2 separate regions of the Mus musculus genome follow, and region 1 is linked to region 2. Evidence: chromatin contacts called from public HiChIP or PLAC-seq data. All regions are on one chromosome and are shown on one strand. Each heading gives the region's core, a stretch centred on a gene start, on an enhancer-like site or on the middle of the called end of the contact. The rest is flanking DNA. Distances are from core to core; before and after follow the strand shown.

Evidence for each region. HiChIP or PLAC-seq counts read pairs in DNA pulled down with a chosen protein or histone mark.
Region 1: an H3K4me3 HiChIP or PLAC-seq map of the SCID.adh cell line shows a contact between it and region 2, with 11 read pairs. The contact joins the promoter of Tbcd here to the enhancer-like site in region 2. A contact is called at or near these places in 18 of 39 promoter capture datasets (the 3T3-L1 cell line, 3T3-L1-derived adipocytes, the C10 cell line and 13 more), 5 of 484 Hi-C or Micro-C datasets (CD8 T cells, cortical glia, cortical neurons and 2 more), 4 of 115 datasets of contacts at active chromatin or transcription factors (the 230-238 cell line, the SCID.adh cell line and embryonic stem cells) and 2 of 9 other capture datasets (adipose tissue and pancreatic islet).

What each region holds. Positions count from the first base shown.
Region 1 is chr11:121,450,271-121,453,547 of GRCm38.p6, reverse strand. Tbcd (tubulin-specific chaperone d) reads right to left here and starts at 1,557. Exons shown (of 39, transcript NM_029878.4): 1 at 1,320-1,557. The coding sequence starts at 1,503. It overlaps Fn3k (fructosamine 3 kinase), which reads right to left. Exons shown (of 6, transcript NM_022014.4): 6 at 3,058-3,277. The coding sequence ends at 3,098.
Region 2 is chr11:121,404,099-121,407,532 of GRCm38.p6, reverse strand. No RefSeq gene overlaps it. Among named protein-coding and RNA genes, the nearest start is that of Fn3krp, 16 kb to the left of the region's middle. Within about 2 kb of position 1,317, at least 33 of the 459 cell types and tissues checked have an H3K27ac peak or open chromatin away from gene starts, as enhancers often do. A contact at or near this core is called in the SCID.adh cell line, cortical neurons and hippocampal neurons, where this site is marked.

The DNA.
Region 1 (3,277 bases), core at 308-2,807, 46 kb before region 2:
TCTTCCTAGTCCTTGTAACGCCCAGGGACACACCTGGCTTCTTGCTGACAGATGCTCACAGCTGCCCAACATCTGTCAGGCTCTTGAGGACCAGTGTGACCACACCTCCTGCTCTTCTTTTGCTCTGCACATCTTGCCCTCCGATCTCTTCTCACACATATGCTGGTGCTCCAACTCTCTACAACTCCACCTTCCCCTGCTAGTCAGACCCTCTTCACTTCTTGAGCCCTCCCCTGCCTAGCACGATGCCTTTCATTTCCAACAATGTTCAAACCAATAACTGTACAACCTCCCCAACCCTGGTCACCTGCTTTCCAACCCCTACCAGCAAATTAATGTTTCTACCCAATCCAATGGTTTCTCTGCCTCTGCAGTTCTCACCTGCCACTTCAGACAAAGCCCACCACTCTGTCTTACCCAAAAACTAGAGCCCCATCCAAAAAAAAAAAAAAAAAAAAAAAGACATTATGGAGAGAATGTTTTTAGCTAAGGAATACACAAAGATGATTTTGTTCAAGTACAAAACTCTAATTATCAAAGGGCTCATTTGGACATTGTCTTTGTTTTCTGTTGCTGTGATGAAACTGGCCAAAAATCAACTTGAGGAAGAAAGGGTTTATTTGGCTTTCACAGCCCATCACTGAGAAAAGTGTAGGGATGAATCAAAGCAAATAGAAGCAGAAACTACGGAGGAGTCTTGCGTGCTTGCTCCTAGGCTCAAGTTCAGCTGTCTTTCTTATACAGCTCAGAGCCACAGGCCAGGGATGGTACATCTCACGGTGGGCTGGGCCGTCCTTTATCAATTAGTAATTAAAGAAATATCGCAAAGACATGCCCACAAGCCAATCTGGTGGTGGCAATTACTCACTTGAGATTTCTTCCGAGGTATGTCTAGGTTTGTGTAAGGTTGACAAAAACTATGACGGACAGTATCCATTACAAACGACTGTAAAGGCCTACCTAAACTTGGGGGATTTAGAACCACCAAAGGAATCTAATGGCACTGTCCACTCTCCTGCTCTGCCTGGAACGGAGATCCCAGATAAACGTGGAGCTCTGAGTTTGCAGAATCCTGGCCTCATAGCGCAGCCCCATAGGAGCGCCGTGCCAGACCGCTCCTCTTTGCTTGCCATGAGCGCTCTCGTAGGAGGCAGGTTCATCCAACAATTCTGCTGGTTCCCTCCCTATCCACAGAGAGGTCTCAAGCATGCTTTGCTCAGTTCCTGGACATGGCAGGGAAGGCAGGAGGTATGGCTCCCCAGGTCCCTTCCTCCCAGATGCAAGGACCTCAAGATAGAGACTCGGGGCCCCGCCCGCACCGCGGAACCGCTCCTCCGCCACCTCCCGGGACGCGCGCTCTCTGTGCACCGCCGGCAAGCTGCGGAGCAGCGCGCGGGTCTCCGCACTCTCGCCGAACGCTTCCAGGGCGGAGGCGCGAACAAGCGCATCATCCTCCACCTCCTCCTCGGCGGCGCTCGCAGCCGGCTCATTGCTCAGTACCATCCTGCCAGCAGCTTCCGTAAGAACCCTACCGGCAACCGGGAAGAAAAGAGATACAGCACGAGAACTGCCAGCCCCGCCCTGAGACCTTCGACCCCCAACTACGGGGCGCGCAAGCCAACAAAACAGCTCACGCGAAGTCGGCTCAGCGCGCAAAATGATGCTTGCGTGAGTGAAGGGAAGCACCAGAAAAACTAAGCCTCCAATGTCTACAGCCTCAACAGGGAGTGGGTGGAGCCCAAAAGAGGTGGGGCTAAGGAGGGTGTGGCCGGAGCAGTGGGCCGGTACGATCTTTACAGGGAATGAACTCTAGTGTTGGAAGCCTTCTGGAGCTTGAGTGTGTGTAAGGTTAAGGAAATAACTGGGTTTGAAATTGGGGGCAGGAACATGGAAGGTTTTGAGCTAGTGTGGACAGCGCAGGAAAGCTGAACTAGTAGAAAGAGCCAGAATAGGACGGGTGGTGTATGAACGCAGGGGAGGAATGGGTTTTGAGTGTGGGGGCAAGAATGGGGCAATGATGTCTGAGCACCTGCAGGAGTGGGGCGCGGGGGGGTGCTTTAAGGGTGTAGGAGACAATGGGGTATTGCTCCAGGATGAAGGCTTTTGCCGTGACCTCAAACAGCACCATCATGACCACCCAAAGCAGTCCTGAGAAAAGACGTGAGCTATACGCTGCTGGCCCTGCATTCACCAGAACAGACCTCACTGGGAAGTAGAAGACTGGAGTGGTTAGATAGTTTAGTGTGCAAAGTCTCCTTCACTAAGCCTCGGGAGTTGAATGTGTAACAGTAGGCCCCCAAACCTTAGCACATCCTACTCCATGATTAAAGTGCCATTCAGGCTGTAAAACTCATTCGACAGCACCCACGGGGCAAACTAAAAAACAAAGACTTGATCCTTCAAAGTCCGTAGGTCCTGAAAAGTTTCTGAATGTGCTAACTTTGCTTTTTGGCTTCTCTAGTTCTACTTCTCGCTCACTATTGTTGATAACTGAAGTATGTCAACCTAGAACATATTTGTGTGTGTGTGTGTGTGTGTGTGTGTGTGTGTGTGTGTGGTTAAAAGTTCATGAGAAGGATCACTGTTTTGCTGGGATCCAGAATACCCAGGGTAGTCACTGGCCTGCTAATAAAGACTTTCTATTGGCTTAAATATAGATCCTAGCAGTCTTCTCAGATATGTTGTGGGGTAACAAGTTTGGTCCTCACATAGTGGAAGAAGAAGAGAACCACAAGTTGTACTCTGACCTATACACACATATTTCAGCACATGAGTACGCAAAATAAAATCTAAAAAAATAGAAAACAGTGAGGTGCTAGAGAGTGTCTGGCAGTGATTGTAACTGAAGGACCGGAGCCAAACGGGCTAGCATGGTGGCTTCCTTCCCTATTCGCCTGCGGTACCTGGGGCTTCAGCCGCTGAGGTGGGAGCTTGCCCGCAACAGTGCTGCTGTGGTGTCAGCCTGAGCTACATACGGAGCTCCCTGGAAACTGCTGCGCTGCCATAACCTCAGCCTCTGGATGAATGCGTTGTAGGCCGACTCAAAAGTAGCCCAGTTAGGGATCTAGTTTGACATTTTATTAGGTCCAGCCCTCTGCTACCTGAGCAGCTTCCTCATCACCCCCAGGGACGGGCTTCTGTACTCCCGTCCAAAGTGGTTCCAGTGGTTTAGGTAGTTAAAGAGCTGGTACAGCAGCAGGCGCTTGTCGAACCCTGGAGCCTTTGGGATCTTCCGATGGTAGGCAGTGAAGAAGGATCTGGGGAACCCCCCAAACAT
Region 2 (3,434 bases), core at 68-2,567:
GAATTTCGGTGAGTCATCAGCCAGCACAAACCCACTCTGTGCCCAGCTGTTAATTTCTATTTATTTCTCCACAGAAGGGAAGAGAAAATAGAGGGAGTTTGTTTGTACAAGCCCTTGTTTGAGATAAATGTGGTCAATCCATATTTGCAGTTCTTAGATACATTTTTATTTTGGCACCAGAGAAAGCTGCAAAAGGGATACTTTTTTGTAGTCAATGAAGATAAAAATCTCATCTTATGCAAAGGTATTTCTTGCACATGGCCTGGAATTTCTCCATTTTCTACAATAAGAGCCCTCCTGCCTGAAATTAGCTCTAAGCCAGAGGAGGGGGAATGATGTCACAACACATAAACTACTCTGCAAATTATAGAGCAAGAGATACAACCCACATCTTGAAGGTCTTCAAACAGCCAAACAGTTGCGGTGTGAGCTTGAATTCCACCCCTTCCTATATACCATAAGGCAATACATCCTCATAGAAACCTGTATAAGATAGTCCTAGAAGCTGGATGCATGATAAATGGACAAACATATTTATATAAAGAAGGAAACTCTGACCTGCATAAACCTTGAGGACATCATGCTAAGTAAAACGTACCAGACACAGGTTTCTGGAGTGAGCACTGATAGAGGTGAAAAGTTTAATGGGTCTGCTGGAGTTAGAGGAGGGAGATTGCTCAGTTAGTGTTTAGTGGACACAAAGTTTCAGCTTGGGGAGATGGACAAGTTCTAGAAACTGGTGGTAGTAATGGTTACATAATAGCATGATGTGCTTAGTGTAACTAAACAGCGGTTAAAACGGGCTGGGGATGTAGCTCAGTGATAAAGCACTCGCCTGGAACATGTGAAGTTCTGGGATAGAATCCCCAGCACAGAAAAATAAGGTTAAGATGAAAATTCTCATGTTAGACATATTTTGCTACAAAGCTAAGGCTACTCTGGCTATTTATTTAGACAGGATCTCACTAGATAGTCCTGGATGGCCCTGAAATTGCTATATATAGCAGGTTCATTTCCCAGAGGCCTGCCTGCATCTGCCTCTTGGGTGCAGGGGTTAATGGTGTGCACCATCATGCAAGGCAAAGCTAACTTGCTATATCAACCAGCTCTAGAGATGCAACCCTAGTAGTCCTCTACCCACGTGGCTTCTCTGAGCCACTGTTGCTTCTGGTGTCAGTGGGAGTTGTAATTTGTCCCTACTCTGAGGTTGTTTAGAGGTACAAAGGGTGATCCAGGCCAGGATACCCTGCCCATTAGCCAACCTTATTTTCCACCCCAAACAGCCACCACAGACTCTACAACCTAGTACAAACTAAAAGCAGGAAGTGGCCACCAGTTGTAGAAAATATTTAATCTCAAGGGGGGGAGGGTCTGCCCTGCCTTTGATCATTCAGTTCCTGGATAAAAGACATGCAACTTTTATTATTATAATAAGCCTTAATTAACACTAGAGCTGGGCAGATATCTACCTTCTGTTCAATTAGAATCTATTTCCTCATCAATAACCATGAATTATAACTTGCTGTGTTCCATCTGGGCTGCTCCTAATTCAAATTGGCCAGCCTTTGTGGCCATGTATTCATAACTTACTTACCCCATAGTGGCTTCCTCCTCTCTCTCCTTTCTTCTCCTCCTCAGGGTCTCCTCAGAACCCAAGAACCCCGCCTATCTCTTTTTTGCCCAACTATTGGCTATATGCAGTTTTATTCCCCAATCAGGGATAACTTGGGTATGTGCAGACTCTCTCAGAGCCAGGCCTTGGGGACCAGTATTTAGCATTAGAATACAAACAAAAGTGACTGGCAGCTTATTGTGGAGCATCAAGAGAGTATTTGAAATCATCTAATTTTCCCACATGGGACAGAATTTGGAGTAATGTAATTTTTTGTTGTGGTATTACTAACGGAACAGACGTTTGGACGCTGATAGACTTAGGTGTATAAAATGTTTTCCATGAGAAACCAAGCAACTTACACTGGTTTGACAGTGGTCAGTTACCCGCCCCACAGTCCAGCGTGCCTGCATTCACCACCCTTCCTTTAAGACTTAGCTGCTGTGTTAACGTTTGCCCTTCCTTCAAATTTGGATTCTTATTACAAATCTAAATCTTTCAATTTTATACTGATTAAATCAGTCCTGCAGTATTTGATTAACCAAAAAAAAAAAAATACAATCAAAAGACTCAACAGCTGCCATGATCCCAGCTTTGTTTTCTTCTTATTTAAACTTGAGCCAAAATGTATGAAGCAGGAAACTTGAGCTTACCATTTTCATGTATATTTTTCAGTGATATTAAGTCCAAGAAAATTTGAATTTACCATTTTCATGTATTTTTTTCAGTGATATTAAGTCCATTCATGTCCTTGAGCAAACATTACCACCAACATTTCCAGAACTTACCCATCTTTTCAAACTGAAGCTGTCACCATAAGACATTACCCTCAGGCCAGGAAGATGGCTCAGTGGGTGAAATGCTTGCTGCTGCACAAGCCTGGTGACCTGACTTCCATTCTTGGAATTCATGTAACAATGGAAAGAGAAAACTGGTTGTTCAAAATTGTCCTCTGACTTCCACACATAGCACGAATATACAAACACACATCATGTGTATATGTATATACCACATATATATATGAAAGGAAAGCAAAGGAGTAAATATGACCTCTCCCCAGGGTGAAAGCCTACACTTGGAACAGGTCCTGTGCTATGAGGGTAGAATGGCCTCTTAGATAAGAGATTGCAACATGCAAATCAAATTGCTCTCAACCAGTGGTCCTCAACTATTGGTAGTGGTGGTGAGTGTCTTGTTCCCAACACCTGACAATTATATAAACATTTTTGGTGGTTACCACTGAGGAGAGGGAAGATAGTATGGAGGCCAGGATTGCTACTCAGTTTCCTGCACTGCATAGTTCAGGTCCCTCATCCAGCTACAATCATCTGCCCCTGTTGTCAGAAAACCTGGCGTTCAGATAGATGCCCTCTGATAGTCCCAAAAGCTAAGAGTACGCTTGTGAAAGGCTGGCTGAGGGGACAGCGACATGTGCCTCCCAGCCTGGGGTCTCTGGTAGGCTGAGCTCCATACTCCATAACCTCCGCTGTTACCTCACAGTGAACCTCACAGTGGACCTCACAGTCCTCTCCCACCCTCTCATTAGCCTCTCTATGGATGAAACATCTGTGTCTCACTAAAATCACGTTGAAGCAGCTGGAGGGTGGTGGTGCACACCTTTAATCCCAGTGCTCAGGATGCAGAAGTATTCAGATATCTATGAGTTAGAAGCCAGCCTGGTCTACAGAGAGAGTTCCAGGATAGCCAGCATTACATGAAGAGATCCTGTCTTGAAAAAAAAATCACGTTAAAGCTGTAACCTCAGTGTATTTGTAGAGGGGGGCTTTGAGAGAAAAAAAATGAGGTTAAATTTGGTTGTGAT